Linked DNA regions of Pan troglodytes: region 1 is linked to region 2. Evidence: chromatin contacts called from public Hi-C data. All regions are on one chromosome and are shown on one strand. The core of a region is the stretch at or near the end of the contact, and the rest is flanking DNA. Distances in the headings are between cores, read along the strand shown.

Evidence for each region. A called contact is a pair of places that touch in the nucleus more often than the background predicts.
Region 1: a contact with region 2 is called in a Hi-C map of stem cell-derived neural progenitor cells, with 6 times the contacts expected there. The contact joins the promoter of PLXNA4 here to the enhancer-like site in region 2. A contact is called at or near these places in 1 of 7 Hi-C or Micro-C datasets (stem cell-derived neural progenitor cells) and 1 of 1 datasets of contacts at active chromatin or transcription factors (stem cell-derived excitatory neurons).

The regions. Positions count from the first base shown.
Region 1 is chr6:147,948,994-147,954,034 of NHGRI_mPanTro3-v2.0_pri, reverse strand. PLXNA4 (plexin A4) reads left to right here and starts at 2,726. Exons shown (of 33, transcript XM_024358047.3): 1 at 2,726-3,645.
Region 2 is chr6:147,317,067-147,321,897 of NHGRI_mPanTro3-v2.0_pri, reverse strand. The region is part of intron 5 of LOC134810493 (a long non-coding RNA gene); the gene reads right to left. Among named protein-coding and RNA genes, the nearest start is that of PODXL, 400 kb to the right of the region's middle. Within about 2 kb of position 2,182, at least 6 of the 24 cell types and tissues checked have an H3K27ac peak or open chromatin away from gene starts, as enhancers often do. A contact at or near this core is called in stem cell-derived neural progenitor cells, where this site is marked.

The DNA of each region.
Region 1 (5,041 bases), core at 1,477-3,976, 630 kb before region 2:
GGTGAGAGATGAGGTATCATTGAGAGGACGTGACCCGCTCCAAATTATAAAGCTGGCCAATGACAGAGCCAGGAGTAGGACACGTGTTTTCTAACTTCCAATGTAGAGGCCCTACTCATCCCACCCCATTCCATTCTCCTAACTTAAGGGAGTCAATCCAATGGGTCATCACTGAAAAAAAAAATCCTCTACTGCAGCTAATTTGACCCTTTCTACTCCTCCTTCCGATAATATGATAACTGCCCCCTTTGGTATGCCTTTTACTGTGTTATTCAGTGGAAGGCAAGCAGGGAAAAGGCAATTTGAGATACGGCCCCTGGCCCCATTAACAACGGGAGAGCTGGCTGGGCCCCTCACCTGCCCATGGCTGGTCCAGCTTTTTGCTGTGTGTCTTTCCTGTCATTTGGCTCTGTTATTACTCTTCAGGCACCACATGGCATTCATTTCTCTGAATGAAAATAAATGACACCACACACTAGGCAGGAGATAAAGAATAATAAACACATTTTATTTGCCACCTCTGAAAAAAAAAAAAAAAAAAAGGTCTTTGACTTCCCGTCCATCCATCAGGAAATGGGCCTGGAACTCAAGCCATATTCACACACACACACGCACACACACGCACACACACACACACACACACACACAACCGATATGAGGAGGAAAAAGACAATCAGATTGTATTAAAAATACATGCTAGAATGACTGAGAATTGAGACAGAGTTGTTTTCTCACCTTCCCCCCTTCCTTTCAGCATTTTATGGCATACCCTGAAAGCCGAGTGGCCAACAGAAGTTCGAAAGCAGTCTCCCCCCCGCCTTTAATTGAACGATATTCCTTAAGTAACCCATTAGGGACTTTCATGGGGCTATCCGGGCTGTCACTTCTGGAAATGGGCCGTGATGGACCCATGCAGCAATTTTAAAAGGGACACCTAGAAGCAGTGTCAGGGTCAGGTGATGCAAACCTTACATGGACCTTGGGGTGACGGGGCCCCCTTGGATTTTGTATCCTCAGTGCCCGGCTGGCCTTGTGCTAATCCCAGTCTTGCAGAGAGAGGCATTTGGCCCTGGGCTTCCTCCACCCTGGAAGGATGTTCAAGAGGCAGTAGCATTGAGTGATTTTGTTATGTGTGTCTCTGGACTTCTGAAACTAACCTGATATTGTGTGCTTTATCTAGAGTCTGGGATTCAGGGTTTCTGGGAAGAGTGGAGTCAGATCAATGTATTCACGTAAGCTTAATAAGATAACTCCTTGCTGCTTTCTGGGCCATGCAAGACTCAGCAGAGAACCAGAGACTAAAAGGGCTCCACGCTGTCTCCTGGAATATCCTTTAACCAAAGAATCAAACATCTGGTTTCCTCCTCATTCTGGCTTGGTTCATCTTCTCATTGGTGACAGCAAAGTTTCAGCAGGGTCCTCTCTGGGTGGGCCAAGCCTGACCTACATGTGCTGCTCACCTTGGGGCTTGTTTAAGCTGTCATCTCACAGCTCCTTTCAAAGGCTCCCCAATTCACACAACTTTGATTTCTGTGAGAATATAACCCCTATAGGGAGGTATAGGAATTTAAGCCATTATCAGTCATGTCCACCTAATAAGGAGGCTCTGAGATGTTTCGATGGGAGGGACAGTAATGGGCGGGAGTTGCTGGGTGTGAGGACAGTGAAAACTAAAGAAGGGACAGGAGAGAGGAGGCCAAGAGCCTTGGGCTCCTTTAGAGGGTCGTCCTTGATGGTGGCCTATCCCAGGGAATGCTTACTGGACTCTGCTGAAGGTGCCACTTCCCTCAGACTATGGTGGGAGCGGGGATGAGGATGAGGGAGGCATGCACAGAGTTAACAGGTGTGGGAATCCCTTCGGTTTCTCTTGGTGGGTGGGCCCATTCCTAGGGGGATCTAGGCAGAGGTTTGGGAGGTAGTTAGTGCCACCCACTCCCCATCTTCACTGCCTAAGCCAGAGCCACACGGTGATTTCTTTCTTTGGGCTTCAGAAACCACCCTGATGTTGGCATGGTCTGTTCTGGATGTAGTCTAGGATCTAGGGTTTCAGAGAAGAGAGGAGCCAGGAGAGCCGCTCAGTATAAACATGAATGGAAAAGTCAGGTTACCAAGCCAGCTCTGGGGCACTGGCCACTCATGTTCTCTCGTGCGGGCCTTGTGCCCTCAGTGTCCTCGGCCTCCTTGGGTGCCATGTAGGGGTGACTTGGTGGGGTGTTGGGAGGGGTTCTGACTAGGAATGGGTGTATGCCTCAGAGTCAGTGTGTGCTTGTGTCAGCTCTGAGCACCTGAGGGTCCCTCCGACGGCCAGCGCCCAGAGCTGCACCTTCCGAGGCGGCTGAGCGCCTCCCTCTGAGCGCGCGCCGTGCGCCCCGGTCACCCATGTATGCCCCTCTCTCCGCCCCACATCGCCACCGCCAGGGTAGCTCCGTGCGGGCCGAGGGGACCCAGGGGGGTGTCGGCAAACGTTGGTGCGGAGGAGAGCCGGCAAGCCGGGCGGCGGCGGGTGGGAGCATGTAGGGAGGCGCCCCCTGCCCCCTCTGCCGGCCGCTCTCCCTCGGTCTAGATGTCAGCCGCGAGCTCCGAGCCAGCGAGAGCGAGCCAGAGAGGGAGCGGCGGCGGGCGGCGGGCGGCAGGGAAGAGAGGAGGCGAGGCGAGGGAGGGAGGAAGGGAAGCAGGGAGGGCGGGAGGGAGGAGAGGAGGACCCAGAGAGCGCCAGGCAGCTGGAGTTTTTGCAGCGCTTGGCCGGGCTTCAATGCACAGCAGCAGCGAGCCGCGGCGGCAGCAGGCAGCCCGGGAGCTCCGGCGGCGGCCGAGCCAGCGGCGGCCCCGCTCCCTGCCCCCTGCAAACTTTGCGAGCAGCCCGCCCGGGGGGCCGGGGGCGCGCCCGGGAGGCCCGGCTCGGCCCGCGGCCGAGCTCTCCGCCGCCGCAGCGCCAGCCGCCGCCGCCACCACCGCCGCAGCCCCGCGCCTCCCCGGGGAGCAGCCGGCGGCTCCCGCGGCCCCCCAGCCCCGGCCCCAGGGCACTGCCCGGCGAGTGTCTCGGCAAGGGTGGGGGCTGCCGCGGCGCGGCCGGCCGCGGGCTGCCGGGGGGCGGCCGCCACTACCCAGAGAGGCGCGCAGAGGTGCCGAGAGCGCTCCCCGGCGGGTCCCCCGCGCACTCGCCGCGCCCGGGCAGCGGCCCGACCGGGCGAGCATGGGCGGCGCGGAGTGACGCCGCTGTGCCCGCTTGGCATCAAGGACATTCAGCCCGCGGGGGTGGGGACGAAGGGGGGCAGCCCCGCGTCGCCACCGCAGCCCCCGAGAGCCGCCGCCGCTGCTCGGGCTCCGGGGCTGGGTGGAGGAAAAGGGTGTTCGGAATCGATCCCCATTTTCCGACCTTTTTGTTGGACATTACGCCCACCTTGGACGCCGCAAGAGGAGCTGTCAAGCCCCGCAGGCTCTGATTCGGCGCCCTCCGCGTTCCTCGGCTGCTCCCGGCTTCCCTGTGCCTCGGTGGAGTATTTGCGTTCGGGGCTGGGGCTGGAGGAGGCAGCCACACGCGCGCACACGCACACGTTCAGAGGAGGGCGAGAGGCAGCGGCATAGGCTCCATCTGCAGTGTCAATGCGGCGCTCCCGCTGAAGGAGGGAAACGCGGCGCGTCCAGGTAAGGAGCCGGCCCGCCGGGGAGTGGGGCCGGGCGGGCGGCGAGGGCAGCGAGGTCGGACAGACCTGGGCCGACCCGGGAGTCCTCAGTGTCCCGGAGCCAGCCCGCGGCACACGCACACACACACACGCAGGCACACACACAGATCCACACCGGCACACACGGCGCTCGCGCACCTGCCCACGTCCCACCTGGACGCCCGCGGAGGTGCAGCGGCCGGAGCAGGGATTTCCCGGGTGTGTTCTCCTCTCACGCTCCCGGACTCAGACTTCTCTTTCCCGGGACTTTCGGGGTGGGATTCTGTGTATTCCCGGCTCTGCCTCTCACCGGGGAGGTTGAGGGAGCAATTTTTCAGCTCCCAGCCCCTTTCGTCCCTAGCTGGGCTTTAAAACGGGAGAAGTCCTGAGAGGTTTCCGGAGACCCACCCAGTGTCATCGCGGCCCCGTGGCCTTTGGACACCCTGGAATTTCAACGGGAGACAGACCCACAGATATTCGGACGCATATGTGGAGAGAGTGGTGGCCCAGCGCCCGGGGAGGAGGCCAGATAGGCAGCTGGGGCTGCAGTTCTGTAGGGCGGCGCATATGAAACAGACACTGCGTTTCCCCAGTAAGAGGCAGCACAAACGCCTTTCTGAAGCGTGGCACTGCTTCCCCGGGAATGCGCCGAGATTTCAGGCAGAAAGCGGCTTAAAGCATCGCCGCGTATGTTGCTTGTCTAGGGAAGGTACGGGGGTCAGATCCTCCTTAAAAGGTACGACCTTATTCACAGCCTCAGTGCCTGCTTAGCAGCAAGCAGACAGGACTTGGAGACACAGGACTTGGGTCCCCTCTCACCTCCCTACCCTTCCTGGGCACATGGGGCTGCCTTCCCCGGTGCCTCCGGCTGGCGAACACCTGTCACATGCCTTTCGTGGTGTGTGTCTGAGAAAGAGAACTAGAAGGGGGAAGCACGAGGGATATAGTCCTCCAAAAGAGGAGGCTCCCCTCCCTCACGACCGCGGCGGCACTGCCCACCGGAGAAGGCAAGGCATTCGTGGGTCTGCCAGCGTCCCCCAGAGCCCAAGGCTGCTCCGATTGTAGAATCACTCCCCAGAAGCCCGTGCTTTAAGGTCCTATTTCCCGAAAGCATTTTCATTCTTGTTCTCTCTGGCTGGAATTTCACAGGCTGCTCGTTTTAACTTTTTCTGGAGGAGGTAGGAAGTGGCTGGGGTTCTAAGAGGCTTTTCCATAGTTCCCTTCTTGGGGTCTAAGAGCAACTAATTTAGGGTCTCAGTTGTCATAGGGAGAAGAACATGAGATCCAAATCAAATTCGGAATTGAATATGTATGTACAAGCTCCTGTGTTTCTGGTGCTGTCACTTTTAGGTAGCTTTCTAGGCAACATGATCATATCA
Region 2 (4,831 bases), core at 933-3,432:
CCTGAATGTCATTTCACATGTCTGTATATTTGAGTCTGCATGTGGGGTGATGGAGGTGGAAAAAAGTTTACACTACCCACCACAAAGAATTCCTATCCAAGATGTGCCCATGGAAGTTACCAGAGACTCTCACCATCCCTCCTGGCCTGCCCCACCCTCTCCCTCCTGGGTGATTACCCCACTCTCCCTTCTCCCATTCCCCAGTCAAAATTCCAAGATCTAGGGCCTCCAACTCCATTTCCACCCATAGCTCTCCTTAGGGACTACCTTCCAGGGGCCCTGTTAGAGTGAGCTCATGTAAACAGTAAATGGAGTCACTCAGCAGCAGCTGGCAAGTGTTTTCAATGAGTTGGAAAATCAGGTTGAAGGTATCGTGAAATATGGTGCTTACAGAGAGGCCCAGACGCATGGGCTAAGTACTTTGTGATTAGGCCTGCCTTACCCATTCCTCCCTCCAGCCCCATCTCTTCACCCTCCTTCTTTCCTTCTCCAGAGTTTTTAAAGTTAAAATGTGCCTGCGTATTTTATTAATATCTTGTAAGAGAAGCTTCTTCAAGCAAACGGTTCTTTGCCTTAGGGGTCAATGTGGTCTTTTTTGTACATGTGTATAGCAGGATATGTTGGGCTTGTAAATGTGTGTGAGTTTCTGAGTGTAGGTGCCGAATAAATGTTTATTGATGATGCCTACCTATGCAATCTGCATGGTGCTTGTATTTCTATTGCTTGTGCATTTGCACATTATAAACACACACACACACACACACACACACACACACAGAGGCTTGCTTCCAGAGCCATACATGCTCTATTTTCAGTTTCTGAGTGTCCTAAGAGGTTATATCCTGTCTAGATGGATGGACTGAGAGCACACTTGGATTTCTACCAAGATATATTCTCCTAATTCACCAGAACCCCCCGCTTCCCGCCCATCCCCTACACAGAGCATCTCACGCCATGCAGTGCAGGGAAGCACATTCCTCAAAGCTCAGCTGCCCACCTCTGAGCAGGTGCAAATCCACCCACTGCATCCTCCCATCCACCTTTCTCCCCTCTGACTTCCGCTCTCCTCCTAAATGGTCTCTTTCCCCCCTGCCTCCTCCTCCTTCGTTTCCCTTCTCCAGAGAGGCAGAGGTTAGGTGTGCTTGACCAGGATTCACCAAGTGCAGACATCAAAACAGCAAAGGGATGTGGACACCATCTCCAGCCTCTCGTTTCATGGACTGGCTAAGGTTCAGGAATGCTGAAGGATTTCTCCCATGTGCCCAAGGTAGGTCACAGAAGAGCCTGCTCCAGAGCGTGTGTTTTCCCAGCCTTTCCCACAACCTGGCCCCCGGTGGAGGAAGCGGTTCCCCTCCACCGACCCCTGCCTCCCACATCAGAGGTGCTGCACCCAATGAGTGCGGCCAACCAAGACCACCAGGGGATGAAATGAGTCACATCGACTGTCTCTAGGATGGAAACTTGGTAGGGATTCTGTTTCCTGTGAGCAGGAAGAACGCGAGATGAGACACAGGAGGACCGATCCTGCTGCTCTCAGGCCTCTCATATGACTTCACAGAGGACAACTTTGGCCCCTCCCCACCCAGCTCTGGCAGGTGCATGTCAGTGGACTCTGTCCAACAGGCAGAGTCCATGGAAAGGAAGGACAAGATGATGTAAGCATGAGATCCCAGATGCTGGCCCTGGGAGGGGTTTTAGGGACCATCTCCTCATTCAGTGTCTTTGCATTACACAGAAACTGGGCACATAGAGGCTCCAGGACTGGCCAAGGCCACCGGGACCGGTCCCAGGCTTTGCACTCCCAGGGTGCTGTCCCATTTACAAACCCTCGCCGTCCATTCCTTTTTGGAGTGAGTCCTGGTGGCACTCCTATAGGAACAGCGTGTGGGGAGGCCTAGGTGTGGCCTGGCCCCAGATGAGGACACCATCCAAGTGACCCGGCCACTGCATCCCTGCTCTTTGTGCCACACCCCAAGTCCCTTTGCTTCCCGGAGATGGAGCGGATGACAGAGGCGCACGGAGGAAGCGGGCCTGGGGACACACGGTGTGCCGAGCTCTTTCGTCCACCTGGGTCGCCCTCCACAAAGCTACTGCTCCGGGGTTCCCGCGCCGGTCCCCAGGCAGCCAGGAGTCGACGCGGTCGACGAGGAAGGGGCTGCGGCCGCGCCGTTCCTTCTCCAATGACAGGCGCGCCCTCTGCTGCTAGAACTAGGAAGCGCGCGCCTGGCCCGGCTCAGAGCCCGAGCTTGGAACCCGCAACCACCCGCACCCTCCAGAGAAACCGGCATAGAAAAGCCTGCCGCCGCGAAAGCAACCAGAGGCCCTCCCCCTTCCGGGGTGCTCTGAGGACTCAGACAGGAGGGAATAGAACCTGGGAGGAGAAGGAAGAGGAGCTACCTGAACTCTGTGAGGAAAGGGAGGGGATCCTTGCATTTGGGATTTAGGACAAAATCCTTGCATTTGGGATTTAGGCTCCTTCCCCATCCTTTGTCCTCTCCACGAAGCTCCTCTCACCCCAACCACCAAACTGTGCCCATGAAGTGAATGGCCCAATAAGGAGCCTGTGGGAGCCACAGTGTCTGGAGATTTTACTCGGCCATCTCTTGAGCCCTGGGAAAAGTTTTAAAATGTTCACTTTGGCAACTTCGAGCCTGGTTCAAAGCATGGTGTCTCTGCAGGAAGAGTACAGGACTGGGAATGAGGCCTCCTGGAATCTGGTTCCATTTCAACCACTCTTTTCCCCTGTGCTAAGTCCCGTGTCCTCTCTGTGGCTCAGTTTCCTGACCTATTTATTACATGGGCCTCTCATGTCCTGGAAAATTCACTGAGGTACCAGGTATGCTACAGCATTAGCAAGCCGTGGTGCCACTGCCCTGCTCTGGCTGTGTTGTCTTTCCCTGGAAATGGGCAGTGGTAAGAGGAGGGTGGAGACAGAGCCTCCGGCCATCTCCCCTGCTCCTCGCCCCTGCTGGGACTCCCACTGCGCAGTGTTTCCCTCTTACCTCTGGATAATCCCACAGACTCCTTCCTCCAGGCAAGGCATCCCCAAGGATGTGCAAATAAAAATGCTGTTGGTGGTGGAGGCAACATATTCAGTGAAAATCCACCAAGGTTACTGGCTGAGGCTGGAGCAGGATGGGGGTGAGGGGAATACTGCTCGAGGAAGGCAGGAGGGACCAGGGAAGAGGTCCTTGGACAGCACCAGCCGGAGGGTCCTAGCATGGGGCCGTGGAGGCAGCAGGGAAAGGAAGCTTCTCTCTGATTTTAGAATGTCCGTGGAGACAGCCTTGAGTTGCTTTCCTTGTCAGATCACAAGCATAGGCTTTGGGAAGAACTGGTGAACAAACTATAAGGTGGCATTCTCCTTGTGCCTAGGACAGCTACTGACCCCCTCAGCCTCACTGACCTCATCCAGAAACTGCAGATGTAAAACCTACCCCAATGCAAGTAAATTCCTTCACCCAGTAAGCAGCATAGTAGTGCACAAAATTATTGTTGTTATTATTATCATGATCATCGTGGTCCTATCAGGCCTAACCCTCTCATTTTCTGCATGATGTTCCCTTACTTGAATTTCTGTTTCCTCATCAACAAAAGTCATGTTTGCCCCTCCTTAGTTCTGGGGGTTGTGGTGGGGAGGAGGAAAAAGGCATCCCAGGTGCATCAGCAGAGGAATGTCCCTGAAGGACCCGAAATGCTATTATTGAAGGCTAAATGTTCCGTGGCTAAAAGCTGCTGTAGCGATCTTTGCATCCACTTGATTTGAATGGGCACATTACTGTAATGTCCCAGCGCTGCAGTCAACACGGGGAAGGTTGAGCTATTTGTAACAAGATGCATGAGCAGCATAAAGATCAAATGGTGGAAGACAGCATGTCTGGCTCACCTGAGAAAACAGGGCTAGTGGCTTTGAATATGGCTGGAATCCATCCATGGCCGCCTGCCTCAGAAACCGCTGCCTGGGGCTTGCTGTAGGGAGGACTGGAAAGACAGGAGCAGGTGGAGAAAGAAGGCAAATATGAGGAGGAGAGAGACATAGACAAACCACTGGACACCGTGAGAGAGAATCCAGTCACAATTCCAGCTCCAGGGGCATTATGGATGCTGAGAGTCCCGTCCTCCACCTGCAGCTCTGAGAATACCACCTACCAACCAGCAAGCTTTCTCCAAACCCTCATATCTGGACTGAGCTCCTCATTCTTTGGTGTCAAGCTGTTCAGGTGAGCAGCTCCAGCCTATTTCTCCCCCTGTTCTCCTGTCCACAGGGACAGAGCATGCTACAGCCGCAGGTCTCCAAGGCTCCATTTGGAACAGAGGTGGGGGCGCGATTGATGCCCTGGAAGGACTAGGGAGGTGGCAGGAGATGGAAACTAGGGAGGTGGCAGGAGAAGGCTGGACAAAAACACTTGCAGACCCTGATCAATACACCCTCCAGGCCAGCGCTGCCTTTTAAGTCATCTCCATTGCCCCCCATCAGCTCCTCCCCAGAACTTCATTTGAAACTAATATTGGAAAGGGCCTGGGAGGAATGTCATTTGGCTGAAATCAAACCCCCCATGGGATGACCAAACACTCATCCTCCTTTTTCTTTTCCTTCCAAACCCTGGGAAAATCTCTGGGTCTTGGTTTTGTTATCTGCAGATTAAGAGTAGGAGTTCAGGCTCTCTAAGGACCCTACTCACTTCTACCTGGCAACCTGCATAACTCACGCCCTCTCCTGACATCACATGTGGCACGGACTCACACTCACGCTCAGCGTTCACTCCTATTTCTCAGCCTCATCTCCACACGTGGTGTCCCTTTGCCCTCCCCACTAGCAAGGCCGGTGCCT